2 separate regions of the Mus musculus genome follow, and region 1 is linked to region 2. Evidence: chromatin contacts called from public HiChIP or PLAC-seq data. All regions are on one chromosome and are shown on one strand. Each heading gives the region's core, a stretch centred on a gene start, on an enhancer-like site or on the middle of the called end of the contact. The rest is flanking DNA. Distances are from core to core; before and after follow the strand shown.

Evidence for each region. HiChIP or PLAC-seq counts read pairs in DNA pulled down with a chosen protein or histone mark.
Region 1: an H3K27ac HiChIP or PLAC-seq map of thymic regulatory T cells shows a contact between it and region 2, with 8 times the contacts expected there. The contact joins the promoter of Rap1gds1 here to the promoter of Ppp3ca in region 2. A contact is called at or near these places in 1 of 39 promoter capture datasets (liver), 2 of 115 datasets of contacts at active chromatin or transcription factors (astrocytes and thymic regulatory T cells) and 1 of 9 other capture datasets (liver).

What each region holds. Positions count from the first base shown.
Region 1 is chr3:139,072,234-139,078,168 of GRCm38.p6, forward strand. Rap1gds1 (RAP1, GTP-GDP dissociation stimulator 1) reads right to left here and starts at 2,968. Exons shown (of 15, transcript NM_001040690.2): 1 at 2,803-2,968. The coding sequence starts at 2,806.
Region 2 is chr3:136,667,577-136,672,958 of GRCm38.p6, forward strand. It overlaps Ppp3ca (protein phosphatase 3, catalytic subunit, alpha isoform), which reads left to right and starts at 2,490. Exons shown (of 14, transcript NM_008913.5): 1 at 2,490-3,325. The coding sequence starts at 3,268.

The sequences.
Region 1 (5,935 bases), core at 1,718-4,217, 2.4 Mb after region 2:
TTCCTCATGTTGAATAAAGACTTTAATGTTGCTGTTTGAGACAGGATAACTTTTCTTTTTAATCCAGCCAGGCAACCCAGGATGGCTTCAAACCCACCAGTCCTCTTGATCCTCCTGCCTCAGCCTTTCTTCCATTGTGGTGAGAATACAGGTGTGTGCCTTTACTCCTGCGACTCACACACTCATTTTTAGTATAGTTATTTGTGGCTCATATGGTTCTGGAGAGTATAGGAAACCGTAAGTGTGTTTGTATCACTCATTCTTGCCTCCCCACCGTACACTCCATAGGATGGAGTTTTGATCAATATTGGGTTGCAATAACATATACACTTATAGTAATTAAAGTCACAGCTGGGATCTGTGAGGTTATATAGAAAATATTCTTCATTTTCTTATGGAGAAAAGCTATTGCCATAAAAATACCCTTTAAGGGTTCCAGCTGGGACTCAAATATGCACAAGGCTCTGGGGTTTGCTACCCAAGACAACAAAAACAAAGCAGACTACCTAAAATAAATAAAATGCACCTTATTGATTTCTTTAAAAGACAGTTAAAAAATAATCCCTTCCCCCACCATTAATTAGTATATCTTAGGAGTTGTCTTAACTTCTGTGGCTCAGATATAAAATTATCTTCCAAGGTTTTAATGTTTTATTATTGTATATACCTCTCGATCATACAAAGACATCTTAATCACTGCAAACAGCATTATAGAAGGAAACTATATACCTAAGGTTGCCTTCAAAACCCACACCCTGCAATAATGTAACCAGTGTTTAGTGAAAGGCCTTACAGCAAGACATTTTCTATACTTCCATGTCTACCAATTCACGCCAACGTTTAGGGCCTACGTTTCAAGTTCAAGAGCAGAAAGTACATGCCAGTGTAAAGAATAATTTGGCCAAATTTTATTGAACACCTACTATGTGAAAACTCTCACAAAAGACACAAAACTTAAGACATAAAATGTCATCTTCTTGAACATAAAGTTAAATGCTCAAAACAACTAGATATGCAAATAACTCCATTAGACATTATGTGGGTGCTATTTAAACAAAACAACAAAACTTCTAACAAGGTACCCCAAGTGCTAACAGGAGGGAACATAAACAAGAGTTTCTGAGAAGCTTCAAAATAAAGTGGGTTTGTATTTGACTCTCCCCCCCCCCTTTTAAATCACCCATCAGCATTCAAGATTTGCAAGATTATTAAGTAACTTAATCTGTTTTAGGTATTTTTATTCCCTAATTTGCAACAACAGACCTTGGATATCCACCCCCACTGGGGGAAAAATACCGATTCAACATTTTGAACGTTTAGTTAAAATGAGCTTTAACTAAATCTCACCTTTAAAAAACTGAGACTTGTTTCTACACCAAACCTGTAAGTGTAATTAAAAACTTTCCAACACGCAGATTTTAATCTGTAATCTGGATTAGTATTCTTTTAAAATTCTATAAAGGGACGAACAAATGGGATACCGATTTTTTTTTTTTTTTTTATAGAAATGTTCCGACTGTCAGTGATACTCACTTGGAAGACAAACAAGTGAAAATAAAATTCAGGGGCATGGGTGTTTTGTTCTGCTTTGTTTCATTAAAACCACCTCCTTCTCCCCCAACGGTCCTCTTCCTACTAAATGACAAAGATCTGACTCAAAGCTAAGAGTATTTGGTCTTCCGGGAAAGGCTACCACATCATTTCTAGGATTCTGATACTTCCTGGAGGGTTCTGTATTGCCATGATCTAACTCTAAGCATTGAGCACTGTGTTGACAGATGAAAGGACCACACTCATAAATAACTTGCCCAGAAGGAGTGGGCAAAGTCCGTGTGGAGGGACGCCGAAGAAGCCAGTTTTTAAAAGGGGAAATTACGATAGACGCAAATTATGGAATAGAAGCAAACTGGGGAACGTGTACTGGACAGATGATCTAAGTTGTTACTATCAAAGGAAACTTTTCGCCCTTAATTACAGAAGAGATTTGTATCCGGTGCTTTTGTAATTATGCACAGGTAGGCAATATCTGAGGAGAATCTCACGTTCAAACATAAACAGTTTTATAAAACATTTGCATTGAAGTATCCATTCTTTTAGGATTAACTATAAGTACAATGGAACTAGAATCAGATTATACAGATTTAGGCAGGGGCAGCTGGGGCAGAACAGGCAGCATGTAAATTCCTTAACAATGTGTTACAGGGCACAGTTTCCAGCTACAGGAGAAATCCAGAAAACCGCTTGAGGACCGGAACTGTGCACGCCGTAGTCTCCCAACACTAATTCAACAGCTAGCGGCTCCCGCCAGCCTCGCGCTGCCCACGGCGGCGGCGGGCGAGTCGCCACCTCCACCTTGGAGACTGTCCGCTCGGCACTCGGCTGGCCATCGCCCTCCCAAACTACTTGCCGGCTCTCCCCGCACCGGCGCCGGCCGTCGGCAGGCCGGGGAGGGAGCGATCGCGCCCACGGGAAGGAAGTTCCGCCAAGTGGTCGGGCTCGCCGTGGGACCGAGCCTGCAGCACCGCGGCCTCCCAGCCCCGGGGACGCCCCGCGCGGCCCGGTGCCGGCAGGAAGCGTGGAGGAGGGGAGGCGAGCGCGGAGCCCGCCGCCGACCCCACCCCGTGCGCGACCCCGCCGGCCCGGCCGCCCTCGTGCGCCCGCCTTCCCCCTGGGAGGGCCGCCGCCCCGCACCTCGCGGACCCGGGGACCCCGGCAAGTTTGCAGGAGAGATGCACTGCCACCCTGCAGCACGCCGAGGGGGAGAAAAGAAAATGTCAGGCGATGACGGCCGGCAGGACTCACCCATGTTCCTCCCACAGAGTGAGGACCGGCAGGGCGAGGCGAAGGGTTCGGGTGCGGGCGGCGCGGCTCAGCGGCGGCGGCGTCCTCCCTCTACCTCCGCGTCTCCCGCAGCCAGGGAGGGACCCGCGGGGGGCGGCCGCCGGGGAGGAGCAGCGGCTGCGGCTGCGGGCGGCGCGGCCGCGGCGGGGACGAGCGGCGGGGGGCGGGGCGGGGCGGGGCGGGGCGGCCGGGCGCAGCCTGCGGCGGGCGCGGCTGCGAGCGAGCGAGCGAGCGAACGTGCGGGCGGGCGGGCGGGCGGGCTGGCGCGGAGGCGCCGAGCCGTCCTGAGGAGCGCCCTCCCGACGCGCGGCCGAGCGCCCCGCCCTCTCCGCCGAGCGCCCCGCCCTCTCCGCCGAGCATGCTCAGTGCGGCCAGTGCTGCCTCCTGCCCACGGCCGGCGAGGCTTAGCCCGCCGGGGGCTGTGCGTCTACAGACCGGAGCGGTACAGCTCGGTGGCTGTTGCTCGAGGGGCGGAAGCAGGGCTCAGATCTCCGGGCTGCTGGGACGGAGCCTCCCGGGAGGAAGTCTCAGCCCGGAGCGTGCCTGGCAGCGCACGCCCCAGGCGAGCATGTGCGGGGTGGCGGAGCAGGAGGACGTAGATGTCCGCGGGCGCGTCCCCAGGGCGCATCAGGCTGTCCTGCGGGGCTGGCGGGAAAGCCGGTCCAGCGGAGAGCGGTCGCAAGGTCACCCTCGGCGAGCCAGTGCCTAAAGCCCTTTAACCCGTCGGGCGGGACCCTACAGGCTGTGTCCGCCGCACTCCGGCTGTGCCAGGGAGGAAAGACGTGCTGAGATCAGAAACACTGAAAGTCCACCTACGGGCGGGGGTAACTCGGTGGATGACGAGCCGCCCGGGGACTGTGACCGAAATGCTCCCACATGCTCTCGCGGGGCTCGGGGTCCCAGACTGGGCTCTGCACCAAGAAGAGGCAGTAGGATTTCTCTGTGTAGCCCTGGCAGTCCTGGAACTCACTTTGTAGACCAGCTGGCCTGGAACTCAGAAATCCGCCTGTGAAAAACCAAAAAAATAAATAATAATAATAACGTAAAATAAAAGAAGGAGGGGGAGAAGGAAGAAGAAGAGACAGTAGGAGACCTGCACGTGTCCTGACCCCTGCCTGCCTGGACTTTATCCCAGGCCTGTGGCGATCTGTAGGAAGAGGAGCTGCAACTCTTGCTGCCAGAAGGGGCTGTTTCTTCATCTGTGACTCTCACAGACCAGTCGCTAATATTACAGGCACAGATCACAAGAGCATCTCGATATGTTAGGTACTGGGATTTTATGTGATTTTTTCTGAAATAAAAATGCAACATAATTAAAGACAGGTGTGATCTATTTACAGCAGCTCAGGCATAGACTGATACAGATGTTAAACACCCGTTCTTGGAAGAAAACTACTCTTCCTGTTTGCCTATAATTCATCTTGCAGAAGGCTGTTAGGATTGTTGTAATAATCTCTATACACAGGGTTCAAACAAAATTACTGAGCATCTGGGGCCCAGAAGACAAACCAGGGCAGGACCACACATCTTCTGAGGGTACCTCTTCCTTGCCTTGTAGCAATATGACTCTAGCTTTCACATATTTTCCCTACGTGCTTATGTGTCCAGTTTTCCCTTATTTATAAGGACACTGGTCATGAAGATCGGGAAGGCCACTCCCAATCTTGACTCTGGTGTCTGCAATGACCTGATTTCTGAACAAGGTCACATTCCGATGTCTTAGGGATTTCTGCTCGATGGCTGGGCACAGTTCAGTCAGTAAGACCACCCCCCCCCCCAAGTCTACAAACATGCACGTGCCTTGTTCTGCTTCTTTTTCCCAAATGTTTGCAAAAGACCATGCTAGGTCTTTCTATTGCTTCACATGGTTGATCTCTCTCTCTCTCTTTCCTTAATTTTCACAAATGTCTTCTACATTCTCTGTTTCAAGTTGCTTTAAGTTTCCTGTTACTTCCTTTGCTAATTACATATCACAATAATTTCAGGGTATGTCTAGCTTTCATTTGCATGTATGCATTGAAATTGGAAAGGCAGCTGGGTTTTTGTCCTCCCACCTGGCATTAGTTTAAGCATCATTTGTGCTCCTCTTGCATCCACAAGCCACCCCTTCGACTTTCTCACCAATTAAAGGCACAGTGCAGGGCAATCATGATGATCATGTTGAACTCCAATACATTGACATAACTATAGTGAGACTCTTTTGGACTATACCTAGAAGTGGCTCATTTAAGGAATGATGTAATGCCTCTTGGGTTGTTTTGTTTTGTTTTGTTTTGTTTTGTTTTTGAAGTGTGGTCTTGCTATATATAGTCCTGGCTGGCCTACTCACTGTGTAGCCCAAATGATCTCACAAACATATCAGTTCTCCTGTGGCCTCTCCAATGATAGGATTAAGGAATGTGCCAACATACACAATTCTTTCTTCTCCTTTTATAGGAATATAATGATTTTTAAAATATTTTTGTCTAAAACAGTTATTCTCAACCTATGGGTCATGGCCCTTGGTGGGGGGAGGGGGGGTTGTCAAATGACCCTGTAACAGGGGTCACCTAAGACCATCAGAAAACACAGGTATTTAATTTATGATTTGTAACAGTAATAAAATTATGAAGTAGCAACAAAATTATTTTATGATTAGGGGGTCACCATGAGGGCCTATATACAACATGAGGAACTGTTTTAATGGGTGGCAGCATTAGGAAGGCTGAGAACCTCTGAGTTCAAAGTTACCTGTGTGAGGAGCCCTTCTATACCATTTCATCCAGACTCTGTACACCCACTTTATATCCACACCTCTGTACTTTATGTCTCTTCAATATTATCACTAGAATGGCGTGTATTTTGCCCTTTAGCGATCACGTTTAAGCATCCATCCTGAAAGACGGTAATTTTTGCCTTTCCTTTTTGGCTGTTAGATCACCAGTGCTGAGAACAGAGCTAACAGAGCAAATGTTTAGTGGAAGTTACTGCATAATTAAAAGTCTTTCGGTTGTCTCTATGATTTTTTCCTAAAAGAGAGCAAGAATGATGTTAAGAACACTGGCTGCTCTTGCAGAGGACATGGCTCCCATTCCCAGCATCCTCATGGAGGTGC
Region 2 (5,382 bases), core at 1,240-3,739:
ATCTTTACTTTCTCTTCATAAGCAAAGGACATTTCCAAAGTCAGCTCCTGAAAACTGAACCTGTCACAGTGAAAATGTGAGTTCCAAATGTAAGCTAATCTTTGTCAGTTTGAATATAGTCAAGAGCTGTTTGGGAACTCTAACAGGATTTAAGGAGAAAAGGAAAGGGACAGCTATAGCAGAGAGCTGGCCATTGGAAGGGATGACTGGCTATCTGGTTGACTAGGCCGGGTGTCTGGACCTAGCTATTCCTTGGTTGGCATTGTCCTGTATAGTACTTAAGAATCCAACTTTACTTAATATGCATCTACATTACAGTGCTTAGGGAAACACACGCGCGCACACACACACACACACACTAAAAGTATTTGATGATAGAAAGATGTGCTGTGCAAAGTGATTACTATTTGTCACCCCCTCCCCCCCCCCACACACACCTTATGTGGACTTGGGATGGACTGAAGGGTGTTTCTGAAAGGTCTACCTTTAGTTCCTATTTCTATTATCAAACTTTTCAATGTGTTTGATAATTTCAGCCCCTGATCCTAGCTCAAGGATGCCTTTCCTATGCCCAGGGGAGAGCTACTCTAAATAACAGTTGCATCTGTGAGCAGCGTGGGGGTGAGGGAGTCTTGGCTTTCAAAGTGAGGATCCCCAGATAAGGTTTCCTGGTCTTTCCTGAAGCAGGCCCTGCTCACCCACAGGTCTTGGCGTCCTTCCCTCTCTTCCAGCCATCTGGCCAGGGACCAGCTTCCCAAATCTGCCTTGGCAACTAGCTCTGCTCTAGCCCAGGAGGCTGTTTGCAACAACCCCTAACTGAGGAGATTACAGAGTCCTCTTGTAGATAATTTCATGTTCCCTGAAAATTCCACTGGGCTATATAGATCTTATTGAAAGCAAGGACCCTAGAGGTGGCAAATTTAGCAGCAGAAATCTGGCCACGAGGGCAGCCTCCCTTTGCGGATGGGATGTGACCATCCACTCCATCTCTCCTTTTGACTGGCAGGCTAGCCTTCTCACATCCTCTGTCCTAAAATCCTTGAGGCTACCTAGTTGTCATGCCCCAGAGCCACCAATTTGCTATTAAATTTGTATTTTTTTGGACTTGAGTTTCATCTAATCCCTGTGGCCAGATCAGTTCTCCTGGCTCCATCTCCTAGCTTCCTAAACTCCCCCCCCCGCCCCCTCCCAAGACAGTCCTGGCTGTCCTGGGACTCAGTCTGTAGACCAGACTGGCCTGGAACTTACAGAGCTCCTCCTGCCTCTGCCTCCCAGATGCTGGGACTAATGGAGTGTGCCTCCAGCAGCTTCCCACACCTTTTTGTAGGCCCTTTATTAAGCTTACAGTCCAATTCAGGAAATACGAAAACCCTGATACTGAAGGAATTTGAAAATAAAACAGGAAGGACAAGGGTGAGAAATTTATTCAGCTCTCTTCATAATTTCCTTGCTGGTCCTTGGGGTTGTGGTAGGCCAGGGGGAGGGCTGTGCCCAGAAGATATTTTGTTTGTTTGTTTGTTTGTTTTTTCGAGGCAGGGTTTCTCGGTATAGCTCTAGCTGTCCTGGAACTCAGGAGGCAGAAGATATTTTGAAGAGCATTTCATACACGGTCCCTTATTTTCCTTCTTATGAGGGACTTGTGAGAAACTGCAACAAGCCAAGGCCCTACATGCATCTTGATCACTGAGTGACTGACTGGAAGGAACAGGAAGAAATTTAGTGTCACCTATCGCCACCAGTGACTGCTAGCTCCTGTGAACAGGGAAAAGGCGACCTCTCCCGAGTCTTTCTGACTCCTCTTATCTCCTAGGGCATCCAGGGTCACTGAGCACAGCCAGGGTCGCATAGGCTCCAGTCTGTTCCCATCCACCTTGGATAGCTAGCCAGCCAGCCACCGCGTCCCGCAGCGCCCCAAACACACTTTCGTTTCTTCCCGTGAAGTTGTGCACGCGTCCTAACCACCCCACCATCAGTAATCCCCGTCCACCTAGCTCAGGCAGAGCTGCCTCCCCAAGGTAAGCTGTTTACTCGTCGCCTTCCTTGGCGATCCTCCCTGGACAGCTGCGGCAGCGACAGCAGCTGCGCCGCGGCCGGGAGCGTCCGGCGCTCCTCCTTCCTCGGTCTCCGAACTCACTACTGCGGGCCACTCACACACTCGGAGCGGCCGAGACCCACCCGGGAGTGTGTGCAGGACTTCGGGAGTGGGCAGGCGCGGGGGCACGCAGCAGCCCAGCTCCTCCCGGCCCCTACTCCCAGTCCAGCCTCCCTCCTCCCTGCCCACTCCAGTGACACTTGAGCGGTCACAGGGCGGTGGAGGCAGCAGGCCCACGGGACTGACTGGCACCCTGAAGAAAACAGAGCAGGGGGCGGGGCGGTCACCCAGACCACCGCCTTAGCGATGAGGGACGCGCTCTCCAGCCAATGAGCTTGCGAGGTGCAACGTGGGGCGGGCCCTAAGGCGGACCCCGAGGAGGAGGTGGCCAGGGCGCTGGAGGCGGGGGCGGTGAGGAGGAAGGGGAGGAGGCGGAGGCGGGCGCGGTGGTGGCGGCGGCCGGCGCGGCGGCGGAGGCGAGGTTGTGCCCCGGACTGTGTCCACCGAGCTCAGCGGCTGTTGCCTGTGCGTGGAGAAGCAGCGGCGCCGCGAGGCAGAGGAGGATCGCGGACGAGCGCGGCGGCGGGACGTCTACGGCTGCCGCGGCCCCGGCGGCGCCCGGCGACAATCGGCGTGGGGAAGCAGCGGCGGCCGCAGCGGCAGCCGCCTCTCCAGCACCGGGAAGCCGAGGCGCGGCTGGCGGCGCTGACATCCGCGGCCCTGCCTCTCCTCCCTCGCCCCCGGCCCTCCCCATGTGATCGGTCTTAATCCCGACCGTGTGCGCGCGTGGGGGCTCCATTGCGCGGCGCCCGGTGTCGGTGCCGGGGTGGGTGCTCGCGTGTGCTTCTCCTCCCCATCCCCCGCCCCGTCCCCAAGAATAAAAGAAGAACCGGGAGGCGTGCTCAGAAAATAAATAAATAACCAGCACACACGCGCAGCCCGGAGCGAGGCGGCGGGGCTGGCGGCGGCGGAGGAGGAGTGAAGGCGGCGGCGGCGGAGGAGGGACGCGCGGAGCCGGCAGTAACTTTCGAGCCAGCCCAGAGCCCAGAGCTCCAGCCGAGCGGTTTGCAGCGCGGCGGCGGCGGCGCTGAGTGTCTGGCCCGCCGGTGCGGTCGGGGTGTGCAGTCGGACGGGACGAGCAGCGCGTCGCTGTCCCCCCCTCCCGGTGGCTGGAGATGTCCGAGCCCAAGGCGATTGATCCCAAGTTGTCGACGACCGACAGGGTGGTGAAAGGTAAGCGCAGCGCCGCGTCGGCCCGGGGTGCACCGAGTGCCGCAGGCGACTGTCCTCCCCTCCCCCGCCCCGGTCGTCCCTCTCCGGCTAGCGCCGGGGACCTTCTAGGATCTCCTGCAAGAGGCGATCCCTTCCTTCGCCGCGCCCTGCCCCCACACCGCCCACCCGGCCCTAATCGGGGCATTTATTTTTATTTATGTATTTATTTGTTTGTTTTCGTGGACGGGGGGCAGCAGTTGGCAAATGGCTGAGTGGCTGGGAGGCGGTGGCGGGGGTGGCGGTGGCGGGAGGGGGCGCCCGGGGGGGGGGGTGACTGCTGGCAGGGTGTAGCTGCTGTGACAGAAATAGGAAGTGGGTGGCTGCTCGCGGGCTTGCATGGGATCGGGTTTATGGTTTGCTCTTTGTAGAGGGAGGGGAGGTGATTTATGGCTTTTAAAAAATTAATAGGGCATTTTAATGTGGCCATGGCTTGCCGCGGACTGGCTCGCCCCGGCACATTGCTCCAGGCGCTCCATTGCAGCAGTTCCCTGGGCGCCCCCTCCCCCTCCGCGGGAAGGGCCTGCACAGGACTCGCGAGAGAGCGGGAGAGCGTGGGGGGAGCCCAGCTCCGGCTGCCGCGCGCCGCGGGGGCGGGGGGACCGGGGCCGCGTGGGGGCAGCTCCAGGCGGGGGACGACCGGAGCCCCCGCTGCCGCCCCGGGATTTCCCCGCAGGCCTGGAGCGACGCGAGCGGTGGCGATCCTCTGTCGACCTCCCTTGCCACCCACGGCTGACTGCCGCCGACCTGTCATTGCTCTTAAAGGGTTCCCCGCTGGTGCACACCTTTAGGGTGGGAAGCTCACCGTGCTCCCTTCCCCCAAGCTCCTAGCACCCCCTTGGTTACGGGCTATTTGGTTGTCTTTATTGCTAGGGGTGATTTGTATGTGTATAACTGGCAGGGATGGCTCTGGGTTGCTGGCTAGGAGAAGCCAGGGGGATTCGTGGGGTGAGGAAGGGGACAACGTGGTTGCCCTTTCTATCCCCACCATCCTCACTGTATTCCAATGTGGAACGGGGAAGAGGAACTGCAGATTCGAAAGGATTAAGTAGTGACACTTATTCTTGGGGTCAGGGTTCTGAGCAAAGCTGAGATGGGCACTAGCCTGTGCAGAGCGGGCCTCTGAAACTGGAAGGAGTGATGGGGGCGGTGTGTGTGTGTGTGTGTGTGTGTGTGTGTGTGTGTGTGTGTGTGTGTGTGTGTGTGTGTGATCAGAAACAGTATCTTATGCAGCAGAGCACTTAGCTAGAGTGCAAAGCAATCAAGTCATTTGCTCCAGGAACACTTAGGTGAAAGTAACCCAGCGCCCTCCCTAAGACATGATCCATGTTCTTTGGAGCTTTAGAAAGGATACTCGCTCCTACGTTTGCTCAGATTTTAAAGTTTTGAGTTGTGTTGTGCTGTGCTGTGTGTGCGTGCGCGCGTGCGTGCGTGTGTGTTATGTTTTCTTTTGTGAGAGAATAAAATATTTTCTCTCCTTTTGGTTATGTTGGAACCATTCCTACTTAAAAGTAGGATTCATAGAGCCGTCAAAATAAAGATGGAATAGGAAAAGCTCTGTAAAAAAAAAAGGTGATAAAGCCTCAGATGCACCGCTGTCTTGTGCAATGATCAGCAAGTATCTCCTTAATGTGTGACGTTTAGGCATAGCTCCAATGCAAAGATACTTTGTTTCCTAAACAAAGTAATAGTTTACAAAGATGATACTATGTGTTGGTAGAAAAAAAAGTCCTGTCACATTCCCTGTTTAGATGTCAAACGTGGATTTCTAAAGTGTGGATTTAGATTGTTATTGTCATCAAGTAAGCTATGTAAAACTAATTGCTTGATATGTTTACCAGTTAATAAGCAGAGCCAGTCTCCAACCATGCCATGGTTCTTTGGCCTCATGTTTCAGTGTCGAGTTTTATAAATGACTTCCTCCAGTAGTACATAGGCACACCCAGAACTCCAAAATTGTGATTTCTGTATTTTTTTCAGAAGTGATATATATGTGCGGAATGTAGATTCAAAATAGGAAA